Linked DNA regions of Rattus norvegicus: region 2 is linked to region 1. The links are chromatin contacts, called in public Hi-C maps. All regions are on one chromosome and are shown on one strand. The core of a region is the stretch at or near the end of the contact, and the rest is flanking DNA. Distances in the headings are between cores, read along the strand shown.

What was found. A called contact is a pair of places that touch in the nucleus more often than the background predicts.
Region 2: a contact with region 1 is called in a Hi-C map of hepatocytes, with 2.1 times the contacts expected there. The contact joins the promoter of Dcaf17 here to the enhancer-like site in region 1. A contact is called at or near these places in 6 of 12 Hi-C or Micro-C datasets (the A7r5 cell line, frontal cortex, hepatocytes and 3 more).

What each region holds. Positions count from the first base shown.
Region 1 is chr3:75,926,878-75,934,700 of GRCr8, forward strand. Tlk1 (tousled-like kinase 1) reads right to left here. Exons shown (of 20, transcript NM_001395018.1): 18 at 7,419-7,530; 19 at 6,211-6,318; 20 at 1,426-3,856. The coding sequence ends at 3,680. Among named protein-coding and RNA genes, the nearest start is that of Gorasp2, 48 kb to the left of the region's middle. Within about 2 kb of position 3,229, at least 23 of the 93 cell types and tissues checked have an H3K27ac peak or open chromatin away from gene starts, as enhancers often do.
Region 2 is chr3:76,268,310-76,276,132 of GRCr8, forward strand. It overlaps Dcaf17 (DDB1 and CUL4 associated factor 17), which reads left to right and starts at 3,245. Exons shown (of 14, transcript NM_001398928.1): 1 at 3,245-3,583; 2 at 3,937-4,040; 3 at 7,412-7,502. The coding sequence starts at 3,458. Mettl8 (methyltransferase 8, tRNA N3-cytidine) reads right to left here and starts at 3,054. Exons shown (of 10, transcript NM_001399513.1): 1 at 2,837-3,054.

The sequences.
Region 1 (7,823 bases), core at 1,979-4,478:
TTTGAGAGCTGTCAGCGTCCTGTTTCCACACTGTGATGCTGTTTCTGTGCCCTCAGTGTGCTGCCTGGGCAGGTGATCCACACCCGCCCAAGCTGAAGGCTGGGGCTCCGCCTGAGGGATCCGAGCTGAGGCCTCAGGTACAAGCCACACACCCTGCTATTCACTTGAAACTTTCTACCATTTTGGTTCGGTTTTATGGAAACAAATTCTGAATTCAGGTTACACACTCAAATCTTACCTATTGAAGAAAAAATTTTCAGGGTGTCTTAGCATGGGAAAGCTCTGCTTAACAAGGCCCAAGTCTACTGCAACGGGATAGCCTCTGGGCAGGGCACAACTGTGAGACTCCTTTCTGTAGCAGGGCCTCTCTTTCTGTGGTCTTGTCTGGGGTATTCTAACCCCCCCCCCCCGCCGCCTCTACCTGAGGAATGTCATATAGCCTTAATTAGTTTATAGGATCAAACTCCTTTCTCCAGAGAAAACATTCATTCAGCCGGCATCTGAGATTACAGAAATGATTCCCCATGCTAACGAGGCATTCCAGGTTCCTTAAAGCCCCCAGCCAATGATCTTTGCTCATCTTAGATGTCCCTACCTTCAGTCCCTGAAAACTTTATAAGCCTCCAGTCACCCTAAGTAAAGATAATCTGCCTACTGACAAGCAGTAGTCGTGTGGTCATCCACTGTACATACTCCCAGGGCTTCCAAACTCCAACCCTTTCAACATCTCTGCTATCTTTGCCCCTGTGGACCAAGTCGGCCTATGATCCGTGAGGGCAGGGAGACCCACATCTTAGGAGACACTGTGAACAAGGTGACTCTTACAAAGAAAAACCCTCAGCTGGGGCTGGCTTACAGTTTCAGTCCAGTATTATTATCATGGTGGCATGCAGGCAGACATGGTGTTGGAGAAATAGCTGAGAGTTCTTCGTCGTGATCCGAAAGCATCCAAATAGACTGGTCCAGACTGGGTGGAGCTTAAGCACACATATGACCTCAAAGCCCACCTCCATAGTGACACGTTTCCTTCAACAAGGTCATACCTACCTCTTAATAGTGCCACTTCCTATGTGCCAACCACTCAAACACATTAATCAATGGGGACCAAACTTATTCAAACCACTAGAGGGAGTGGAGTAGACCACACATACAATCCCAGCATTCTGGAGGCTGAGGCAGGAGGATTGCTATCAACTTTGAGGCCAGCTTGGACAACATAACCAGGCTCTAGATAAATTAATTAATGGGGAAAAGGAAGTAAGATAACTGGAGATGTATTTTGGCTGGGAAAGCCAATTCAGATACAAATGGACAGGCTATACACACTCAAAACCACTATAGAATGAGTCAACATCCAAAAATTCAACTTAGGAACTAGCGGCCAAAGCAGTTTTAGAATTAGTCTAAATATTCAAAACACTGAAATTTCATGTACTCAGAGGAAAAACTTCTTTAAAAACATGGAAATTTACAGTCAAACTAGAGAAGGACCTGGTGAGTTTGTTCACATTTAAACTCAAGTAGGGAAAGTGGGTGGCCACAAGGAAAGCCAACCGCATGTCTCCCGCCCCCCGCCCCATCACCACGGCAGCTTCTGCATCCTTTCAACATCCAAGTGTTTACCGAAGTGCCTGTACTTACTGGTTTTGGGGGAGCAGTGTGCTGGGGACTGAACTTCCACGAGCTCAGTGCAGCACTCTCCCCTCCCAATGGACTACAACCCATCGGTACAGCTGCTTTCAAGGATGAGAACTGTGCACTTTACCTGCAGTCAGTGCAGACTCCACAAGACAAGAAAACAACTAATACTCAAAACAGATGGGTGGAAACATGGAAATTATTCAGCAACAAGCACCAGTTCTACACGAAGCTGATACTGGTTCACTGAGCCCAAGCACTAGTAGGCTATTTAAATCTACATTTGGAAAAACTGTGGAAAACATGGGTAAGTTGTTTCTGATACTCTTATTTATATTTTTTTCCAAACACTGCTTTTAAGCCTGAAACACTTCATGCTTGTCTTAAGGACATCTTCATCTGCCTTTATGAAGCTCAGTTAGTAACCTAAACCTTCGGGCTCTTTGAACGTAATCTTCCACATCTTTACATTTTGCTGTCGTTGTTTATTACTGTTTGGCTACATTCTCTATAATTCCAGCAGCTTCTTAAACAGACAGTGTGTCTATGTACAATGAAAACAAACAAACAAAATGGCTTGCAACACCAGCTAAGAGCCACAGTTTAACTGTACATGGTATGGGGCATCTGGCAGGGATAGTCTGTTTTCTGCACCATGGACAACTTACATGTAAGTCTCAGCATTATGAGTGTGACAATAAAAAAAAATCCTTACAAGAATGAAATATAGCATCCCCCAAAAATATTGGTTTCTACCACACAAGGCAGTTAGAAAATGTTCACATTTTAACAAATCTGTACAAACCACAAGAAACATTCTATGGGACTATCATCCCATCTCGATGCTAAGAACTTTCTAGAAATGTAGAATAACCATGAACAATTTATAAATCTAGTTTCTATTGTTCCACAGCTCTAGAACCTAAAAACTGATTTGAAGAACTCAATATGCCCGATGTAGATCATTTACATGCCTTGATTGTTAATGAATGCCTGCTTTTAATATCTCTCTATGATGTACAGTCAACTTGTGCCTTCAAGGTCATTCAAATTTTTATAGCAAAAAAGCAGTATCATTTAGCAGCAATTAAAGCGCCTTCAAGAAGACTTAAAAAAAATACAATATCCAATTAGAAAAGCAGTATTTTTAAACATTTGTACAAGAATAAGCTGCTGAAACTCAGTAATTGTAATCGACATCTGTACAGTAGTTTACAATAGAGCCAGAAGGGGATTCATCATTATCTTGCACACGACTGGCCTGCTTTTGGTTACACACTGTCTCCTGTTTTAATGAACGAGGCCTAGAAACAAAAGAAAAATGCCTGTTAATTCTAAAACACTGAAAGCCCTGGAAATACTATGATTTAGTAACTTCAACTGATTTGAAATAGGCAGCTCTTTGTGTTAAAAGTATAAAGTATCCAGAAATGACAGCTCGCCTTTAACAAAACCAGTTAAGAGGGGTTGGGGGTAGGGTGGTGGACCACTGACATGTGATTTCGAGGTACAACTTGGTAAAAGCCAGAATCGGCAAATGACAAAGTCCACAACTGTCCAAAGACCCCAGCTCTCACGTTCTGCTGCAAACACAGCGGCTGCCACTCGGCTCTTGCTTTGGTTTCTGTAGATCAGCTGCCGAGTGCTGACGCTGTACCAGGCACTGTAGCTCCCGTGTCACAAATGTCCCATCATTTTTCCATGTGTTCTTAAATAATGAAAAACTACCCTTCTTATTAGAACTCTCTGGTAACAATCAAATATATTTAAGCATTATAAACGTTATTTACAGAGTCCCCTTGTTCTACTGTAACATGGTGTTCCTGTTTTGTGCTGCTCCAGGGCAGTGAGGAGTGTGTACTTAGTCACTGTCCATGATCCACTCTCACACAAAGGACTCCATGGAGAGCTTTAGTTCACAAACACTTCTTAACCATGTCCCATGTTAAAAAAAAAAATCACAAACACTCAAATGCACTCAAATTCAAGTATGCATCTGGAAGCCAATCAAAGAGAAGAGATCATGCCCATCTTGGAGGAGTCAGTAAGTAATTATGCTTGAAGAAGGAGGCGTGGGAGTTGCTGTCAGCCCAGACATATGTAGGTTGCCTGAAGAATTTGATCTTCTCATGTGTGGCAGAAGGTATGGGTCATTTGCCAGCTGGTGCACATCAAATCGATCTTCTTTTCGGTAAGCCAAACAGCGTCTTATGAAGGCCTTCGAAAGAGAGACAGCAACACGAATGATCTTCTACCTTCTAAATACCAACCCACCAACTCCAGAAGCAAGGGCACAGTTAAGACTATAAGCAGACCAACTTTTATAGAAGTGCACATCTTCAGAACTTCTGGGGTAACTGACATTCTGACTCCAGTTAAACCCTCCAGCAGCACCCTTGACACATAGCCTCACTGCTTTCCTTGGCTGCAAAGTTTTATTTCTACTTAAAAAATTCTTTATTTTCAATTTATTTTTATTTCATGTGCATTGGTATTTTGTCTGCAAGTCTGTCTGCGTAAGGGTGTTGGATCCACTGGAACTGGAGTGACAGTTGTGAGCTGCCACATGGGTGCTGGGAGTTGGACCCAAGCCCTCTGGAAGAATAATAATCACATTGTTATCAATTTTGTTTGGCTAAATTGTAAGAAGCCATTTTAGCCTTACTTTCTTCCTGGTATTCAGCATGACTGTCTTTAGATGAAGATCATGTTGGCACAGAAGTGCCATTAGGGTTTTTGTTTCCTAGGTCAACTCTGTTTCTTTAGATTTTGGTTTTGGTTCTTTTTCTCTTTTAAAGCAAGTCTACAAAGTGAGTTCTAGGCCAGCCAGGACTACATAGTAAGATCTTGTTTCAAAACCAACAAACAACAAAACCCCCAAAAACAACCCTGACCCTAAACCAAAAACCTTTATGTTAAAGAAATATATAAATTATATAATATATGTACATTGTTAATTTATTGCTAAATTATTATAACCATCAAGAACTATGCCTCACATCTGAATTACTAGCCCTTTGGAGCCTGAAGCAGGAGGGTTACTGTGAGGGAGACAGCCTATGTTAAATATTCAAGGCTACCTTGGACTAGAGTGAGTCCCTGTCTTAAAAAACAAAACAAAATCATTCATGGTGACACACACCCTTACTCCCAGCACTCAGGGGACAGAAGTAGACAGTTTGAAGCCAGTCTGTTCTTCAAAGAGAAACCTTGCCTTGAAAAAAATCAAATAAAACCAAAATAAAAAAAAAAAAGAAATAAAACTAGAAACAAAAATAAAAGAAACAAAAACAAAAAACCAAACTAAAAAACACAATACAAAACCAATCCAATAAAGATTTACGGGTAATTTCTAATAAATGAGAGCTCACAAAGCCAGCATTCTTTGATCATAAAGGCAGCTCTGACTGCAAACCCCTTTCAGTCACTGTAGTTATTATTACTGTAGTTGTTATTGTTACCCTAACTATCTGAGACAGAACCTCACTATGTAGGCCGGACTGGAACTTGCAATGTAGATCACGCTGGTCTCAAATTCATAGAGATCTATCTGCCTCTGCCTCAGCTTCTTAAATATTGGATTAAAGGTCAATTTTTCTTATGGCCTAGAGTACTTACATAAGAAAATATAGCAATTCTGTGGTTTTGTCTTACGGATGGATTTGATGTTATTTATCATAGGATTCCTAACAGGTATAAGAAAATAATCTCTGCGGGTGTGTACACTGACGGGATGGGCCCTGGAAGCTCCGGCAGTTAAGGTTAGGAAAGGCTTACTCTACAGAAGCTCTAGTTCTCATTATTTTACCAAGCACATTTACACATGCATATTAGGAATAGGTTTCTGGAATGGACTCACTGTGTTAACCTCTGACCCAATGCACCACAGCACAGAGAACAAGGTGTGATGCCAGCAGAGACTGCTGTGTTTGGCACAAGACTAAGCAAAGTGTTTTTGTGTGCTGTGGTTGTTTTCTTGCTGTACAAAAATAATAACATACAGTGTATATAAAAGCACTATAGAAATAGTAGCTATCATTACACCTACTCTTCCTTATACTTACTTTTACTTTTTATTTTATTACTGTTTTATTTTATTTGCATGAATGTCAGTGAAGTATGTGTGTCCTGGTGGAGATGAGGGTGTCAGATCCAAGGGACTGGAGTTACAGGAGGTGGTAAAGTGTGTGGATGCTGAGAATTGATTCTGATACAGCAGCCAGTGCCCTTAACCACTGAGCCATCTCTCCAGACCCTCTTTTTATGTACTCAAGTATCTCATCATTACAACAGGCAGACTGAACAAGATCTAAAAGTAATAGAGGGTCCAAATGTTGTGGTTTCTCCTAATTTTCAAAGAAAAGCAAGTTGCTGTGCACATAGACTAGGGAAGCATACTGAGTGCTTAGAGATGAAAACCAGCCCAGCCACCCACCCACGGCCGAGGTCGCCTGTTCCCAGAGCACAGCAGCAGCCTGCTGTGGCAGCCATGCCTGCCAGTGTGGTTACTGAAGCACTGACCACACTGGAACCACAGCCCAGACACATCATAGAACATTATGAGATTAATACCTTGGCTTCACTGCTTACAACTGGTTTTACAGGGAACTGGACTTCTGTGGCTTTTAGTATTGTGTTTTCCTGTAGAATGTCTTGTTGAGATTGATTGTGACCAAAGGGCTTAAAAAAAAAAAGAACAAAATATGAAATAAAATATTTAAAACAAAGAATCACCGGAGCCTACCACAAAAATGATTTGTACTTTAACATCTTGTCCTCAGCTACTTCAAAGTTGGATGTGGTCTCACAGAAACGAAGATTATAGCCAAGAGCAGGAAAACCCAGTCAGCCTGCAGAAGATGAACCGTGTGTGCCGGAGAGCACTGTGGCTGTCACTCAAGTGAGGAAAAGAGGAAAGGGTCGAGACCCGGGACGCCTGGGTTTGGAGTCAGTTCTTACCAACTCAGCATACGGGTGAGTGAGCTGAGAGCTTGAGCTGAGAGGCCCTGCCACTATCGTCCTGGCCTGTGGGCAGCTCTGCGGGAGCACTTCACTGCCTGACTACTGAGTGAGAGGGCCACTCCTGGCTAGGTGGTCCTTAGACAAACCATAGCAAGCTGGGAAAATCTAAACAGATCAGTCAGAAGCAGTCCTCTGTGGTCTCTCGCTCTGCTTCCTGCTCTAAGTTCCTGCCCTGGCCTCCTTTGATGGTGGACTGTAATTTGTACCAATCTGGAAATTCTGACCTGGCCAAGTTGCTTTAGGTCATGATGATATTGTTAGCAACAGAAAGCAAACAAAGATAGCCTCTTATATGCTGTACATCTAGACAGGGCTCTCTACCTCTCTTCTCACAGTGACGGACACTGGGCAACAGGCAAACTAGACTCTATCATGACAGCTTGCATTTCTGACTCTAATATCAGCAGAGGTTTGGGAAAAAGTAAGTTTGATGGCAATTCTCTGGGGAGTTTGGGAGGAAATGTTGCCGAGGCCAGATGTCTGCAGGGGAGGGGAGGAGCTGAGAGAAGTAAGGAGTGACAGACACTGCAAAGTGCTGCACTCTACAGCTGCTAACAGACAATGTTTGGGAAAGAGAGGGTAAGGAGAGAGCGCCACATCAACTGCTGAATAACGCTGACCCAAGGAAATAATCAAGAAACGTGCCTTTCCTTGGAAGGATCTAAACTGATTCTAAGTTAATAAAAAATTACACATTTTTTAAAATAACAAACAGATTAACTTATCTCTATACAATTGAAGTTGGTTTTACAACTTACTTTTCTACCATAGAGGCACTGGAAGAAGATGACCCCAACTGACCACACGTCAACCTTGTTGGAGATCTTCGGTGGCTCTTTTCCAACTACAAAGCACTCGGGAGGTAAATACCTGTGAGTAATAGGAGGGAAAAGAAAGGACACGATGCTTAGTTTAAAACCTTCTAACCTTAAAATGCTTTGTTTTTTTTAAAGATTAATTTATTATATATAAGTACACTGTCGCTGTCTTCAGACACACCAGAAGAGGGCATCAGATTCCATTACAGATGGTCGTGAGCCACCATGTGGTTGCTGGGGTTTGAACTCAGGACCTCTGGAAGAGCAGTCAGTGCTCTTAACCCCTGAGCCATCTCTCCAGCCCCCTAGAGTGCTTATTTTATTTACTCACACATAAACTGTTTT
Region 2 (7,823 bases), core at 1,995-4,494, 340 kb after region 1:
AAAACCTCAATAGAGGAAAATAACTCTGTAATGACAATTCTTAACCTGTGGGTTGAAACCCCTTTTGGGCGTCAAACAACCCTTTCACAGGGGTCGCCTAAGAAGACCATCGGAAAACACAGAGATTTTACACTAAGATTCACAACAGTAGCAAAGTGACGGTTATGAAGTAGCAGTGAGAATAATTTCATTGTTGGGGGTCACCACAACACGAGGAATTGAATTATAGGGTCACAGCCTTAGGCTGTAGGCAGGCAGGCAGGCTGGTAGGTCTTTTTTCCTAATTACTGATTGATGGGGGAGGGACCAGCCCAGTGTATGTGGCCCTGGTGTTCTATAATAAAGCAGGATTAGCAATCCATGAGGAACAAGCCAGTAAGCAGCTCCCTTCCATGGCTTCTACATCAGCTCCTGTCAAGGTTTGAGTTCTTGCCTTGGTGTCAATGAACAAGTGATTCAGGGTATATAAGCTAAATAAACCCTTTCTGACCCAAGTTGCTTTTGGTCTTGGTGTTTCATTACAGCAATAGAAAAGTAACTAGGACACTTATTGCATGTAAATGATGCTGCCCAGTGAAGAGCAAGGAAAGTCAAGGCACCCGGAGCAAGGGAAAGTCTCATCATGGATTAAATGAAGACTGGGAACACTGAGTAATCTGCAACACTAGAAAAATATATATAGGTCTCAATGTAAGAGAAGTGAGCCAAGACTGAGAGGACAGATTTGCTTTCTGAACTTTTAAAGTCCAGCAAAACAGTATCAATGTTCACAAAGAATAAGTGTTCACTTGAATTTACTGGTCATATAGTTCCGCTTCATTTAATCTACAAATGCCTGATTATTATAAGAGCTGCATAGGACTTTACATATGGCTTTATATTTGCATATATTTAACATACTAAAAATACGTTAACAATGAAAGACTCTAGGTCAGATTCCGGTTTGAGATGTTCTGCAATAGGTTGCCACTAAGAATGATGTGACAGCTTTGCGCATTAGTGAAATCGCTCTCCAAAAACTGTGGCAGGTTGGGAGAGTCTCCAAGTGTAGGCAGAAAAGAACAATCAGAAGGCTAATTAATAACGTGCTAGAAATGGGAAGGCATGAGACTACTGAGATGAAAGGACTGGACAGAAATAGAATCAAAAGTACTTGGTTGTGGGAGAAGCAAAGACAATCTAATGACTCTCCTTGGGGACCTCAGTGGTAAGATAAATTCCACAGGAAGGGTATGTTCCAGAATGCTAGGTAAGGGGTTGGGGATTTAGCTCAGTGGTAGAGCACTTGCCTAGCAAGTGCAAGGCCCTGGGTTCGGTCCCCAGCTCCGAAAAAAGAAAAAAACAAAAACAAAAAACAGAATGCTAGGTAAGAAAGAATGGGGACTGCCTAAGCTGTGCACATTGTGCAGTCCCTTCTTGCTCCCCCACAGCACCACCCGGCTCACTGGCTGTCAAACATGATGAAAGAAACCACTTACTATGATGACTTAGGGACCAAGCTTGATGCCACTCAGGAAAACCTGAAAAACACTGAGAGGCAACTGGCCTTGAAGTACCACCCAGCTAAGAGTGTAAGTAAAGGAGAAGCATGTGAACAGACTTCTCAAGCTTTCAGAGTTCCAGGAGGATAAGCATTTAGATCTGGTAGAAACCTGAGGTGCTTTGATCCAAACCAAGAAAGAGGGCACAATTACAGTGGAGCAGCAGATGAGGGGGATGGCCACCGTGTCTGAGGGGTGGTCTGTGTCCAGCTGTTGAATAACTCACTGCTGGGACTTAACATGTGGAAGTGATGAATGAGCAGAGGGTACGATCACAACAGGCCCACTCCTTGCTATTGTTTTTGGTTTAATATTCAAGTATAGTGGCCTTTTAGAAGTCATGTGAAAAATAAGTCCAGAAACCAAAGCTCAGCCATGGTAGGAGAGCACAGAAAGACAAGAAAGAAATGATGAGTGCAATTCAGCAATGATTTGCATTTCGCTTCAGCCAAAGAAAATCCAGCTATATTTTTCTGGGTTCCAGCGTTTCCGTGACAGCTGCATTCATGAATGACCAAATTAACGATTGTAGAGCTTTCTAAAAATATGCAAAGCACTCACTCCACCCTATGCTATGAGCAGGTCATGAAATATTAGGGAAAAAAACTCCAACAAAACAACCAACCAACAAACAAACAAAAAAGCCAGATCCCGAAGGAAATGCATCAAGGGTAATAAGAGTTTTCCCTTTAAAGCAACGAAACTATACTAAACGGTTAAATTCTGACCCAGCAACTCATCTGGTCTTGTACTTCTCTGGCCATCAGAAAGCTGGTGTGATGACTGACTTGTTCTTTAAGCACTTAAGATCACAGAGAGGCATGCCAAGTCTATGTGGGAGCTGCAGACACCACACTAAAGGGGTTTTAAATGAGGTAACCGGTGGCATTTGGTATATGGTTACGGAAATTTTTAGTATGTTGGCAATCGTGAACACGCAGGCTGAGCTAGTTAACAGAGAATGTCATTTTTTACTTAAAGAAGTCAACCTGGATTATCTTAGGCAATCCAATAAGAATGCAAACATTTCATATTTTATTCCCTATAAGGGGGAAAAAAATGGAAGCAAGGAGGAAGAAAACAGCAATTACCACAAAACCAGTCAGCGTCCCCCGCTGGCCACACAAGGGCGGGCCTCTGGGAAAAAGAAATTCAATCCTACTTTGGTGGGAAAACCAGCGTCTTTCACCACTAATTACAACACACAAGCATAGTGTTTATACAACTAAATGTGTAAGTCAACCTCATCCACTACGTCCCATGTGAGGCTGATGAGGGAAAGCCACGGGGCATACCTTTGGAGGGTCCCACTGGACACAACGCCCCTCTGGACACGTGGCCAGAGCCTTGTAGAGTAAAGGTGGGGTTGGCAAGCGTCCCACCACCAGGGCAGAAAGGGACTGCTTCTTTGGTGCAGGACACACGGGAGAAGCTACACCACCAAGCGGCTGCACAGCGCCCCCAAGTCTCTCCAACTTAGCCGCGTACAGCCCGGAAGACTACCTTACCCACTGCGCAGCTCTACAGCGCAGCCTAATAAGGGCCCGGAGAGGCGGACTGGGGGCGGGGCGGGGCCCGAACCAGTCCTCGCTCTGCCTGACGGAAATTGTAGTTCTGAAAAAGCCAGGGGGCGGGGAAAAAGACCGTGGGAACTACATTTCCGGGAGAGGGAGTGGCTACGGCGGACTGCGTGTTGCAGCGGCAATCCCGTGAGCAGAAGGAAGGGCCCGGAAGGCGCCGTTGGTTCTGTTCCTTTGCTCCAAACCCTTGTGGTGCTACCTCTTGGTCTCTGTCCCGAGTGCCCAGTGCGGTGCTCCGGCGTCAGCCTTCCCTTGAGACTCGCAGGTGTGGCGGCTGCCACCCCTGGCGGAAGTGAGGGGCGCGCCCCTCCAGGGCCCTGCGGACCCCGAGCCTCCATGGGCCGGACCCGGAAGGCCAATGTGTGCCCCAGGCTGAGTCGCCGTGCTCTGGGCTTCTACACACGCGACGCGGGCGTGGTGCAGAGGACGAACCTGGGCATCCTGCGGGCGCTGGTGTGCCAGGTGACGCCCGCCGTAGTCGGGGTGCCCGGGGTCCAACCTCCTGCCGGGCAGCGGTTTTTTCGCGCTCTGATTCCCCTTTGAGGGTCATACATGGGGAGGGGCATCCGTATCCTGCAATTAGGGTGTTAGAAAATAGGTACTACTCATAGGTTCGCCGCCTGGCTCTAGTTTTAAAAAGCTTCTTTTGCCTTCTTGCAAACCATCTATTCAAAACATAGGTTACCAACACCTATGGGAGGGAGAAGAAAAAAACCAATGTACTTAAAAACTGTAGATTTAAACTACCCACCTAAAATGGTTCCATAGCAGGGGGCTGAGTTCTTTCCTAAACTGAAATTCTTTGTATCTTTCAGGAGAGTACTAAATTTAAGAATGTTTGGACAACTCATTCCAAGTCACCTATAGCCTATGAGAGAGGAAGAATATATTTTGACAATTACCGGTGCTGTGTCAGCAGGTAAATTCTTAGTGATGATTTTTTTTTTTTTGCCGTAATTCACCTGACCTGTAGTTTTTATAGAACCACGTGGCTTCTTTAGTGCTTAGTGAAATAGGAAGATGAAAAAAAAAAATGAGTCCATAATAAAACTAGGTGGACATGCATGTGATTTTAAAAACTCATTAAGTCTAAAGTTACCGGTTTCGTCTCTGTAAATACTTATTTCACACAAAATTATAGCACAGGGGAAATAATACGTTTCTCAGCACTATTTGCTGTTTTATACCGTATAAAGATCAGAGTCGAGAAAAGGGGTTGTGATATAATTAGATGCTGCTTAGGAGATGGGTATTTTGTTTTAGAAGTACTTATTTTTTTTTTCCAAGAGAAAAAAAAATCAGACCAAAGTATAGTATCTGCAGATAAATAGTTATTAAGTCAGCCTCCAGCCATTCAAGGTCAGGCCGAACAGAACGTCACAGTGAATTGATGCTTCCATGCCCGTTACCTAGATTAAGAAATTATGGAATTGCCTCCCTTTATCTTTCCCTTTGCATCTGTAGGAATTAAGGGCATTTTTCTGTATGTCAACCTTCAGGAGTATTCCTCAAGAGCCAACCACCTTGTTGGGATAGGTTCTCCTTTCACTGGACCGGGAAGTTAGGATGCCAGTAGATGGCCTGGCCAGCAAGCCCTGTGAATTTGCCTGTCCCCACCTCCACAGGTCTGGAATTACAAGTAGCAGGAATCATTAGGGGTAGGGACTCTAAACTCGGGTCCTCATTCTGGCAGGGCACCAGCTGAAGCTATCTCAGAAGTGATAAATAACATCTAAGTTCTTTTCTTGTTGGATCAGAAACTAGAAGTCAGAGACTGGTGATTTTTGAGGTTTGCCTTGACTCCAGTTGATATCTATTTTTTGTACTTTGGCAAATTGCCCAATCTACGACTTAGCCTTTAGTGCCAGTGAATCTACCCAAGTCCCTCCATTTGCCCTTGGCTATAACTTCAATGATTTACAGAGTGCACACATACTTGAGATTCTCTGTCTCTGTCTCTGCCTCTGTTGCAGATAAAGTCAATTTTATTGGAAAGAACTATAGGGGCTGTTTCGTGACCTGCTTCTTCAAGCCAACTCCATGGAATTGGTCACAGGTGTTGATGCAGGGACTCCCCTAATAGTAAAAGCTGAGCAGTTCAGGTGGAGGGAATACTCAGGCCAGGGAAGAAAGATATGGCCAATCTGGACCTTACAAAGAGAAGTGTAGTCATACCCAAGGTAGAGCCTCCATGGGAGCCCCGACTTTCAAATGTACTAACGTAGGACTCAGCCCCAACAAACACATGGCTGGAGCTAGATGAAAATGAGGTCACCCTTCCCATTTTCTGGAGCTTGCCTTCCGAGTCAGAGCTGTGGGGGAAGGATCCTAGAACTCTCTCATAACAGTTTAGAGCTGTGGTACCATCTTGTTGAGCTAGAAGAAAGATGGCAGCCACGACTGGTTCAAGCACCATGGACTTCCACTGTTCTTACTGAATTCCAGGAGGTTTTCTGGAATAAACACTTCTTCGTTTGCTTTTATGACAACAACCAAAGGCTTTAAGTGGTTATCCTTTAATCATTCCATCAGTTTCCCAGAAGGCAGTGTCTATAAGCCTCCAATTCTAGCAGTGGCAACCTGGACGTTCTCTCTTATGTTCCTGATGCCAAGCATCTGCCTTGCAGTGGTAACAGTGACTCTTTGTCACCATTTAATACCCAGTGCATTGCTTTCCCGAGTCAGAGACAGTTGTTTTGATTTTAAAAAGTTCAGTCAGAGAAAATGCTTTGATTAATGTCTCAGTGATAAATGATACAGGCGTTCTTCACCAGGCTGTTGAGGAGGGTTGCACCCACAGGTAGAATCGCAGGAGATTGCTTTCACTCCCGTGACATTCACTTTGATTTAAACCTTTGAGTTCCTGAGAGAATATCAGAGGTGAATAAAATGTCATCCTGGAAATTGTTTCTCTTCTCAGTAGTTGAACTTTAAAGTTCATCAGTTAAAAAGAAAAGAAGAGATCTATGACTGCATCTCAGTAGTTGTCAGAGTAGAGACTAGCTGGGGGTGTAGTAAGTGGCCGTGGCCTCAGCCCAGGGAAACTGAGGCAAGGAGGATTGCTTGGGGACAGCCAGGGCACCCATAGCAAGATTGTTTCAAAAGTAAGCATCAAGGATACAGTTTTCACTTTTTAGGTAAAGAGGGCATGAGTGTAGTTCTGGGGCAGGGCTGACAGAGCACCTGAAATGTTTCCCAAGCTAGCTTGAAGTTGCTGGAACATATGATGTTCAATGATAGTAGAAATAGACACATTTAATATTTATGGAAGGAATAAAGTAGACATAAAGAGTGTTTCTTTTTGTATTCACAAATGTTCATTCAAAACAATATGTCTTAGTCAGAGTTACTATTGCTGTTAGGAAATACCATGATCAAGTAAACCTGTGGAGAAAAGGGTTTTTTTTTGACTTATGCTTCCACATCACTATTCATCCCTGAAGAAAATCAGGACAGGAACTCAAACATGATATAGAAGAATGCTGCTTACTGACTTGCTCCCTCTGGCTTGCTCAACCTGCTCCATGTAGAACTCAGGACCAGCAACCTAGGGATGGCAACACCCACAATGGTACCCTCAGAGTCACTAATTAAGAAAATGCCTACAGGCTTTCCTACAGTATGATCTTTACAGACATTTTCTTACTTGAGGTTCCCTCTTCTCTGGTTAGCCTAGTGTGTGTGAAGTTGACATAAAACTAGCCAACACATAATGGGACCCTTTTTTAATCTATATATTATCCTTGAGAGCAACAGAATAAACTCAGTGAATTCAACAGACATTTACAGTAAATGTTTAAGGATTTAATTAAGAATTCAGTTTAATAGTATTTAATAAAGCAATTTCCAGGTAACTTTATTTACATAAGGAAAATCTGGAAGATGAACCAAATGTGTGTTTGTTTTAAGTGGTTATCATTTTTATTAATTTTACTTATGTGTGTGCATCTGTGCTTATATACATGTGTGAGAAAAGGTCCCTAGCCATTGGATGCCCTCAAACTGGAATTACAGAGCCTCGTAGGAACCAAACCTGAGTTCCTGAAGAGTAGCAAGTGCTCCTAACTGCCCAACCATCTCTTTTGATTTTTTTTTTTTACATTTTTTTCTTGTGTTTGTGTATCATGAATTTGTGATTTAAAAAAAAAAGGGCAGCTTAGGAAAACAATAGAAAGTTGGAATTTGGGACTATAAACATGTAAAAGAAATGTCTCAAATCTGAGCAAAGACCACCTCGGTTTAAAAGTAATAATAATAATAATAATGCCTTTTTTTTTCTTTTTCCCCCAGTGTTGCATCAGAGCCAAGAAAACTTTATGAAATGCCAAAATGTTCCAAATCAGAAAAAATTGAGGATGCTTTATTATGGGAATGCCCAGTGGTGAGATTTCTTTATAGAGCATTGGTTTTTAAAACTCCCCCAACACACACACACACACACACACACTCTCACACACACCCCCTTTTTTTTTTTTTTTCTGGAGCTGGGGACCGAATCCAGGGCCTTGCGCTTCCTAGGCAAGCGCTCTACCACTGAGCTAAATCCCCAACCCCTCACACCCCTTTTCTTTTTTTTTTTTTTTTTTTTTTTTTTTTTTTTTTTTTTTTTTTTATTAACTTGAGTATTTCTTATATACATTTCGAGTGTTATTCCCTTTCCCGGTTTCCGGGCAAACATCCCCCTCCCCCCTCCCCTTCCTTA